Regions from separate parts of the Cyprinus carpio genome. Here region 1 is linked to region 2. A link is a contact called in public Hi-C data. All regions are on one chromosome and are shown on one strand. The core of a region is the stretch at or near the end of the contact, and the rest is flanking DNA. Distances in the headings are between cores, read along the strand shown.

Region 1 (5,298 bases), core at 2,610-5,109, 38 kb before region 2:
CAGCAGCTGAAGGAGCTGTCATCCTTCCCTGAGAACACATGTCTGATGAGCTCACACTGGTTTCATCTCATGTCATGAGACTGTGTGGGAGCCTGTGAGCCCACAGTATAGTGGAACTTTCCACACGCTCTACGTCTGTGTGCTTCAGTTTGGAGAGCGTGACTATATCCAGATAAAGACAGTCTGCCCTAATAACCACAAGCCAACCCAACTACATGATAACAATACTACTACTATGATTATAAAATGTATTTTATATAGCGCTATAATATAATATAACATAATATGCAAATAAATGTATATATTCCATGTGTTTATGTAATATAAAGTCCCACGTATGTTTTCTACAAGTAGTAAAATGACTCCTAAATAACAATCATTATCATCAAAATGTATTATTCACCTGAAACAGGCTGCTGTTGTGTGTGTGTGTGTGTGTGTGTGTGTGTGTGTGTGTGTGTGTGTGTGTGTGTGTGTGTGTGTGTGTGTGTGTGTGTGTGTGTGTGTGTGTGTGTAAAACTGCTTTAATCAAATTGTTACAGCACATGTTGGGGTGGGTCGAGATGATGATTATCGGATGTTGCATTAAGCCAAATACTCTACTTGTGTGTGTGTGTTTGTGTACTGCTATATATGGTTTATGAGGACACAAATGTGTATAATGCCATATGTGTGTATAATGACATGGCTACTACAGCGTAAACACTTCCTGTGTCCCCGTAAAATAAAAAGCTTTAAATAAAAATACAAAAAGGTGTTTTATGAAACTCAAAAAATGCCAGTAGTTTTCTGTAAGGGGTAGGTTTAGGTGTAGTGTGATAGAAAACACAGTTTGTACAGTATAAAAACCATTACATCTATGGAGAGTCCCTGTAAACCTCAAATGCAAGTATGTGCGTGTGTGTGTTGAATAGAGTCAGGATTAAAGGAAGGTAATCTGAACCTCGGTCTCACAGCATCCCTGCTAAACTGAGCCTCTGTCCATCCGTAAGTCCAGGACAGAGGATCAGCCTCCACCAATGCTGTTGCTAGGCAGGAAACACTGCTGTCTGCTCAATACTGAGACATCATGCTGCATGTACATGATCAATCAAATCAGATATAGAAAAAAAAAAAATCTGAAACTCAAAAGTCAGGTGACAACCCGACCACCTGTCTGTCTGAACTAGGTATAAGTATAAGTTTACTTAATGGTACTTAATGGTACTAAAGACAAATCCTCTACAGCAGGATCAGGCCAAAGATCCTGAAGCTCAAAGAGAAATCACAAAAACCTATTGTGAAAGAGTAACACTGCCCTCATGTGACCGACACACAGCCAAGGACAGCCTTCAGTGGAAATACTTCACTTTGTACTATTGGGAGCATAAATAACATTTACAATGACTTTTAATTGGTAAATTATGCTTATTTCAAGTTTCTATCCACACAAATAAAGACATGACCTTGATGTTATAATTTTCGTGTGTTCACAGAATGACTCTAGCTGTTTTTTTGGACTAAAATATCTGGTATACAGTGTTTGAGCGGTCCTGAGGGAGCTCTGCTGGATGAGAGCTGTGTGTTGTTATTCTGTGAGCTGATGTAAAGGAAACATCTGCGTCATGACCTCTAGTCCTGTAGATGATGTGTGCAAAGCAACTGTCTGATTTCAGCTGTCCTGCACTGCCTCCTGCTGTGCTTACAAAAAGCAGAAAATGCCTTCATGCATTAAACAAGAAAACTCTCAAGAAATTCCAATTAAATGTTACAAACCAAAAATCTTATTGGCAACTTAAGCTTAAAGATCTAATACAATATAAAATAATATGTATTAAATACATAACATTACAATATTATATTGTAATAATAATAATAATAAATGTCTATTCATGTAATATATATTTATTTTTAATTTAAATCTTTTATATATAATTTTAGATATTTTATATAAATAAAAATAGGTTTATCTTCTGCTGCTTTAAATGCTCCAGCTCTTTAAAGTGGAATGGATTCTGATTGGCTGTCAGTGCTTTTATCATTTATCAGCTGTAAAAAATTTAAATTAAAAATAAATCCAACGATATAAAAGAGATTCTATCTATCGCTAACAGATATATTTATGTAAAAATTAAACAATATACTTATTGTGATTTGAACTTATTAAAATACAAAAAAGATTGTGTGATCATACTATATTTTATTATATTTTAAATGACATTCACTTCCCCCCAAAAACGTCTTGCTGACAAATAGGAAAAACCTAGTGGTTTAAAGCACGTTTAGTAAACTATAAAGATTTAAAATGAAAGGTTAATTTGTATTTGAGGGCTGCACTGTGATGCTAAAATCTAGTCTTTTAATATGTCATCAAACGATCCATCTTTAAAAGATGCCTAACAAGATTTTTTGGTATTTAAATATTATTACACTGAATGACATTTTAGTGAGTGTCTTCTCTAAATCATGGTAAAAAAAAATGCATGGTAGTTGTTATGTTTTGTTCAGAAAAATATAAACGTTAAACAGGACACATTCTAATGTATGGGAAAAAAACTAAATTTAAAGCTGTATCGCACATTTATTTTTTTGATGCTTGAAACACCCTTTTCATCTTTGACCCAAGTACTACTACAACTACTCCAAATAACTATAAGAAAAATTACTGTAAAAACATCAAAACATGATATAAACTAAAAGGAAGCCGGAGCTGCATCATCCAACATGAGCACACATTGCAAAACATGAAGGTTTGCTGAACATACCTCGTACCGGAAGGTTGCATCCAGCAGAAGTTCAAGAAGCATCTTCTCCCCCAGCTCCTGACTACCTGCATCAGAGACGTAATGGAGAACCAGCACCTCATCCTCCAGGAACCGGCCATGTTTGGCCACGGAGCGCATGGCCACCTGAAACTTCTGCTGCAAGTTCACGCTCTTGTCAACTTTGGTGAACATCATGAGAGCGTGAAAGCGTGACGGCTTTCCCTCCAGCTCATCTCCAGCTCCCATTCTGATTTCTGGACGTCCAGCCCGGATGTCTACGGAGAGATCTGCATCATCGCGATTGGTGTTGTGGCTCGCTTGTGTTTCCTTGATCCGTTTTGTGGTGCTGGAGAAGTTCTGCTTTTCAGAGCCGAAGTAGTAGAAGGCCACCACTGCCAGGGCTGCAGCAAAGAGCAACACGATCTGATAGGACCTAAAAGTGCTGATCCTTCCCATGGTGACCGACAGCACCCGCAGGACACCCATGGATCCTCTTCTACATGCACAAAACAGGGCAGGATGCACTTTCTTTCTTCTTGTTGACAGTTCTTAACCTCCAATCACACCTTGCAAGAGTGCAAGAAACAGGAATTAATCAGTGGCATTTGACAAAGATCAATCTAATGGCATTATATTTGTTTTGAGAGGTGCAGCAAAGAGGATAAGGACTCTTTATTACACAAATCTGTCATATGACTTATAGCGAAATGTTATAATTTTATGGTGCATTTTCGTCAGTCCGAAAGAAGATTATTTTTGGTGAACAGTCCATTATAAAAATAACTTCTAACAATAAACCTTCAAAGGTGTCAGCTCCAATGCATGTCATCAGAGAGGGTCTTTAAGTATGCATATCCATGTACTGTATATGCATTAATCTTGCTGCAGGATGCCATGTTACTGCACATGATTGTACTTACCGCCGTCACGTGACGCATTCAGCAGCGCGCGACAACATCAGACTCCTTCACTTCTGCTGACTGCAAACTGTGTAGCAGCGAATCACCAAAGAATGAAGGGAAATAATGAATTTGTAAAGACAGAAGACATGTGCATACACGAGACATCAAAACACTTGCGCGTCTTACATCACCGGAAGTTCACCAGTTCATAATAAAAGACTCGCAATCACGTGGTAAGTTATATAAAACATTTTTAATTTCTGTTTAAAAGTGTGCCATGGATCAAATAAGAAAGGCTTTTTTTTTTCAAAACGAGAATAGACAAGTGTATTTTTTATGTTGTTTTGTTCATCAAATTTAAATGTTTTGCATTTTTGATGAAAAGTAAAACATTTTATACACACAAATATATAACATATTCCTAATATTCCTATTTATAAAAGATTCTTAATACATATTTCTATGCAACTAATCAGTTACTTAGAAGTTAAATACTACAAATATTTATAAAAGATTCTTAATACATATTTCTATGCAACTAATCAGTTACTTAGAAGTTAAATGTGACAGATCAAACTAAATCTTTGTCTGGCCTGTTGTTTCATTGTCACAATCAGCTTTTTTACTTCTAGGCAAGGATTTGTCAAGTGTACATCAAGCTTGTCTCAAACTTTCCTAGTTGACAAAGTCATTCACATACATGAACATGAATATAATTAGTCAGATTCATGATCATTTTCGTGAAATACGTTTATTTGTACATAGTCACATAACACTCAAAATATTGAAGACAGACTGGATACAAAGCTACTTTTGAACTGAGGTGCACAATGAAATTGAATAGAAATGAACATGAGGCTTTGTAACTGATGGCAGTTTATAGATGTGATGGGTGCAGTTGTAGGCCGAAAAATCCTTTAGATCTTACAAAAAAAAAAAAAAAAAAAAAAATACTAGGGCAACTTTTTTTAACTTCTCTTTTTTTTCCATTTTTTTTTTCCTTTTTTTAATCTCATGCAAGGAAGTAAAGAGGTAAATAAAGTATTTGGCCTGCTATATATAATTTTATAATAGTGATAGTAAAGAAAACTATCTTTATGACATCATAATTCAACACATAAATGAGTAAAATGCAACAGCAATACAGAGAGAGAAATGTAACCACTCAAAGCATTTTAAAAACAACAAAAGAATTGCTTTGACCTTCCTTTAAATATATATTTTTTTATATATCCTCCATCTTTTAGACTTCACATAATAGCAAACAAATTTATACTTTATTTTTCTTTGAATTTAAATGGTCATTTTTCTCTCTTTTTATTGGTGTAGTAGAGTTTCTAACTGTAGAGAGACTCCAGACCAAACCATTGAAACATTCACAATCGGTATGAAATTGCCTATGCAAGTAAACCTTCAGTGCTATGTAACATTGACGGCTTTGTAGTCGACACACAAAGACGGTTCCGAGCGATGATTTTCAAGTACAACAAATGCAACTTATTAAACATTTTGTCGTTTAACTCCTTTTTTTCTCATTTTCCTTTGTCATACAAAAGACTCCAGAATTCCTGCATCTCAATAGTTTGTTTGCAAGTTATTTAAATGATTAAAAAGTAAATTAGAAAGCTACTGATTAGATTAGACGTTTGTGA
Region 2 (5,243 bases), core at 2,725-5,224:
TGGTGTTTTCTACTGGTAGCCTTTGTATTTGCTCCCAGAGGTTCACCAGAGGCAAGCCATATCCTGTTTTGTGTTTTGTGCAGTCAGGAAGTTGTGACCCTATCTGGAAACAGACCTTCCCAGAGGACACCAGCAGGGACACTAGGATCTCCCCCAAGGGAGAATTCCCTTCGAGTCAGTCACGATTTTTCCCATCAATAAATACCTCTGTTTTAATTTACACTGAGAGACATATTTCACAAATGTTTTCTAAAGGATTAGCAGAAGCATTTTATTTTGAGGTACATCGATATAAAATCCAGCTGTAGTGCCTTTTGAAGACATGTTCTTATATAATGGTTGCCTTTTCAGGTCTGAGTGCAATACAGACGATGTGATATTTATCTGACTTCTTCCTTTTTTCCCCATTAAATAGTGGTTCAGTGTCTTGAATGTACAGTACAGATGAAAGAACATTTTAACTTTATTGTAGAGTCCTGAAGTCAAATTTTGAATGCAATATAATGTATTAATAAATTTAATTAAACATGTCTTTCAGTACTTTGTCAGCAGAACTGGGTGTGTTTGTAATATATCCTGTAAATAAAATGACATGTGCCCCAGTATGGTGACCCACACTCGGAATTAGTGCTCTGCATTTATCCCATCCAAAGTGCACACACACACACAGCAGTGAACACATACCCAGAGCAGTGGGCAGGAATTTTTATTTTTTATTTTTTTTGCTGCAGCGCCCGGGGAGCAGTTGGGGGTTCGGTGCCTTGCTCAAGGGCACCTCAGTCGTGGTATTGAAGGAGAGAGCGCTGCACATACACTCCCCCCACCTACAATCCCTGCAGGTACGAGACTCGAACCCACAACCTTTTGGGTTACGAGTTGGTCTCTAACCATTAGGCCACGACTCCCTCAAACTCAATCTTTCCACTGCAAGCAGAAGCTGCATCTGAAGTGGCATTAGATGTACTTACACAGACTGAAGTGCCAAAAATGCATTTCAAATGCATGAATAATTTTATAAGATTCATGTTTTAAATAATTTTTGAACATACAAATAAGAAATGTTGGGAAAACGCAATGATACTTTAAATATGAAACCAAACCACCAGTAGGTGGCGGCAAAAGACTATTTCAATGAATGAGTCATTTAGTCATTCATTCAACTGATTCATTCAAACAGCAAGTGACTCTTTATGAATGGGTTACAATATGTATATAAATTCCTTTATATGTTTTGTAAACGTACTTTTGAAGAATCAGTTAAAGAATGATTGCATTGCTAGGATATTTAGCATTTATTCAACTGACAGCAATGATGTCACTGTAATATTTGCATAATTACAATCGGTCTCTATTATACATATATTTACATGCTGTATTGTAATTTGCATTTTTTTTCTCTCTCTTGTATCATTTTAACCACACAGATTTTAACAAACAGTGTTATGATGTGTGGCATTTCATTTATGCCGAAATGCACAACCCAAAATCCAATCTTTTATACTATAGGCTATTTTATTTTACTACTAGGCCTACTATATTACATCTAGTCGGGACTCAAATAAGCTCTTATGAGTCATCCTTCACTCCAGTGATTTGTTTTAGGAGAACACAACATGGTTTCTCCCCTCGAATAATGAGATTCTTAATGCTCTGCTGTTTGCTCACCCCACCCATAAGTCTTTGGGACTGCAGTCACGCTGAAGTGAGTGGGATGCATTGTACAGAGCTAAGTCAACTGACAAACTTGTGTCCTTGTTTGTGTTTTTATGGTGTGCATGGCTGAGGCCCTGCGGGATAAGTGACAGCTGAAACAGGGAACAGTAAGGCTGGGAATTCCAGTGGCATCAGCTGAGATGAACAGATGTGAAGGGCTCTGATTCTAATAGAAGTGTTTTTCTTCCTGATCACTGTTGTGTCATCGTGTACAATTAAAGCTGGTGTGCGTCATTTTTTATTGCTAAAATAATTTATATTCAAACTAAATATAAAGAGACAACTATGTGTCTTGGTGACCATTTAATTTTATCGACCTTTTGAATGGTAGTGTATTTGTTGCTTTTCAACAAATATCAGCTAGGACGCTCATCCTGTCTGTTATGAGATACATGATTTCCTAACCAATAGGAAACTGTGTATTCTCTCTCATGATCTGTTAACAGTCCACATGGAGAGGAAATAGGTCTGTTGGAGCTAAAAACTCAAACAATTGTGGAGAGGCTTATTGATTTCAGGAAGAAGAACGCCCATGTCCTTCCTCTGTTTCACCATCAGCACACAACCAACAGAAATATCACAACAAGTATGCAACAGGTATTGCTTTGAAGCGTGTCCTATAATAACAAAGCATATTTAATTTCTACTTTATCTAAAAATACAAAGTAGATAAAATCAATCTTAAATGTACATTCCTAAACATTAACCATGTGCCTAAAAGATTAAGACTGTATTAATGTTGAAAAGATGATGATGATGATGATGATAATGATAATACATAAGCCAGGGGTTGTTCATCTTTTAGATGCCACAGACCTGCAAATAAGCTCATCCTCGTGTGAAGCCAGCAAAATATTTGTAAATATACAGACCCGATTTATACTATTACAAAGTAATATTATAATAATGTGTAAACTATTATTTTGAATTTTTTAAATTTACTATAGTACTGTAGTGTTAAATGTATTATTTATTTGTTTTAATCTTATTTGTATGATTTATTTTTTTATTTTATATTTTATACTGTTTTCTTTAAATATTTTCACTGACCCTCTATTTTAGTTTCATTTAAGTTTTTTTTTTATATATTTTTATTGTTCATTTATTTTAATCAGATTAAAATAATTAATCACATTTCCACTGATCCCGTGGCACTCCATTGTTCTGTATTAATTTTATTTAATTTTTATTTATTATTATTTAGGCTATTTGAATACACTGAATACATTTATTATTTGTTTGTTTTTCTCTACTACTGATCCTCTAACACTGTGGCCCTCTTCCTAAATCTCAAACACACCAAAACAAACACACCACGAGGCCAAAAGAGTAATTTACTGTGGACCCATCTCTTATGACACCAGTCTTAATAAGAAAACATGCGCTCATACAGCAGCTTACAGGAAGTGCAGTCACTGAGAAATGACAGGAATGTATCACTCTGCAAGAGGACAGATATTTCCGCTCAACACAGAGCCAAAACCATTTGGCACTTCATGAAGAGCGTGACTTGTTTTTGTCCTGCTAACTCAACCCCAAAGACACCCATATATTTCTCTTGGGTGTTAAGCCTCTCAAAGCAATTCACTAGTTTGTGGTTTTAGTCAAATAAGAAGATATCCAAATAATTGTTTTTTGAAGCGCCTCTTCTGATTAAATATATTATAGATTTATGAATTTTTAGATATAATTGTGAAACGGCATTTCTTAAAAGTAGCAAAATAACATAATCAGACATTGTAAAACAATAACTATGGTCTTATTTTCACTCACACACACACACACACACACACACACACACACACACACACACACACACACACACACACCGACTTTTCAAGGCAATAGCGCCATCTTGTGGTACTTTATCAGTAACGCTGCCTCAATATTTAATTGAACTGCATTTTGTCTCTTTCAGGAGCCACGGTGTTTTGCTGTGACTTCGTGAGTATGCGAGGGATGAGAGGATTTTCCCAGTATAATTATTAAAAGTATAAAGGATAAAACATTGTTGGAAAAGATGGTGTCTAAATATTTATAACTGGAAACAATTAAGCAATATCAGCTGTGATTTTGTCATTAGGCACTATTATATTCACTATCACAGCACTGTTTCGGGCTAAATAAGTGAGTTCGCATGTTTCTTGCCAGCCAAATAAAATAGTTTCCATTTTCAAAGAAGGCAAAGCATCAAGCCTGAATATGAATGTGACCAAGCAACGCGTAGATGAAAAACCGGACTGGAGTACATAATACGAGTGGAGCGGAGCGACAGATTCCTCCTTCCTCGCTCAAAGCGTTCCATTACTACTTCTCTTCAGATCCAGTCCAGGTTTTCCTTTTAATAAACAATCAAAAGCTCAGTGGTGATTATTTCAGGCTTTTTTATAATTTTTTTTATTAATTGTGAATTGTATTAGATCAAAAATATCCTTTGAGATGGAATATATATGGCAAAAAAAATCCGAATCATTCAAAACCTTCATTAAAATCACTATACTTTTACTGTAGCAGCGCCACACAAAATATTACAACATATAGCTAAAATCACAAAAGGTTTAACAAGGATGAAATACAAACAAATAAAAAAAAAAATTCATTTTAAACAGACATAAAAAAAAAAATTAAATTTAACTTTACATAATTTCTATCGATGCATATAATACTTTAGCTGTATGATATTTGTCTCTTTGTTATGTCAACATGTTTATGAAAATGATTTGGTTACACAGAGAGTCTATTCAATGAATTAAAATCTGTGACTATTTACTATCGATGCACTACTACATCAAAACATATCTTTATTTATTATTGTGGCACCAAAATGCTCATCACAATACTATTAGTCATACTCCAGAAAATCTCATTTAAATAGTCAAGATCTGTTTCAAATGCACAGTATATATATATATATATATATATATCACAGCACTCTTTGGACATGGTTTGAGGCAACAATTCAGTCATGGTGTACAGGACATTACAGATAACACTGGACAGACCCAGATAAACCTATGAAGACTCTTATAATCCATTCTAACCTTTACACAGAAATGGAAATTTATGAATGGTAATACAAATACTGAGACTTTTATCTTGTTCCCAAATTTGTTAATGTAACAAACAGCTTATGTTTCTCTCACAAGCACTTCATTTTCTCAGAAACATGCAGTTAAAAGCACTGTTGGAAAGTCAGAATATTCTGCACAGTTAAAATTTACATGATATAAAAAGACCTGCCTGAATATCTGTCAGTGTTGATTTCAAATAACTAGCACTTGAATTAATGATCAGTGTTTGCATTTAAATGTCAGGTTGATATTTATATCTAAACTCTTAAAGAACATAAAAAAAACCTAAATACAGTTTTTTGACACAATGAGTGTTTTCTCTGATCTGTATGTACACACGCACACAAACACAAATTTTGTCATCCATCCCTCAAAATAACAGAGAGATAATCTTTTAGAATTGACTACATGAGAGCACTATTGGAGGAGCAGCAAAATAACATACCTGCAGATCCCTTA

The links. A called contact is a pair of places that touch in the nucleus more often than the background predicts.
Region 1: a Hi-C map of skeletal muscle shows a contact between it and region 2, with 3 times the contacts expected there. The contact joins the promoter of LOC109076241 here to the enhancer-like site in region 2. A contact is called at or near these places in 4 of 8 Hi-C or Micro-C datasets (liver, red blood cells and skeletal muscle).

Annotation. Positions count from the first base shown.
Region 1 is chrB11:10,852,438-10,857,735 of ASM1834038v1, reverse strand. It overlaps LOC109076241 (xyloside xylosyltransferase 1-like), which reads right to left and starts at 3,859. Exons shown (of 5, transcript XM_019091986.2): 1 at 3,665-3,859; 2 at 2,745-3,310. The coding sequence starts at 3,230. It overlaps LOC109098872 (phosphatidylinositol 4,5-bisphosphate 3-kinase catalytic subunit alpha isoform), which reads right to left. Exons shown (of 21, transcript XM_042733893.1): 21 at 4,379-5,298.
Region 2 is chrB11:10,814,877-10,820,119 of ASM1834038v1, reverse strand. LOC109098738 (6-phosphofructo-2-kinase/fructose-2,6-bisphosphatase 4-like) reads right to left here. Exons shown (of 14, transcript XM_042733890.1): 14 at 4,411-5,243. It overlaps LOC109098874 (zinc finger matrin-type protein 3-like), which reads left to right. Exons shown (of 6, transcript XM_019112389.2): 6 at 1-530. Among protein-coding and RNA genes, the nearest start is that of LOC109098738, 14 kb to the right of the region's middle. Within about 2 kb of position 3,974, at least 3 of the 8 cell types and tissues checked have an H3K27ac peak or open chromatin away from gene starts, as enhancers often do. A contact at or near this core is called in skeletal muscle, where this site is marked.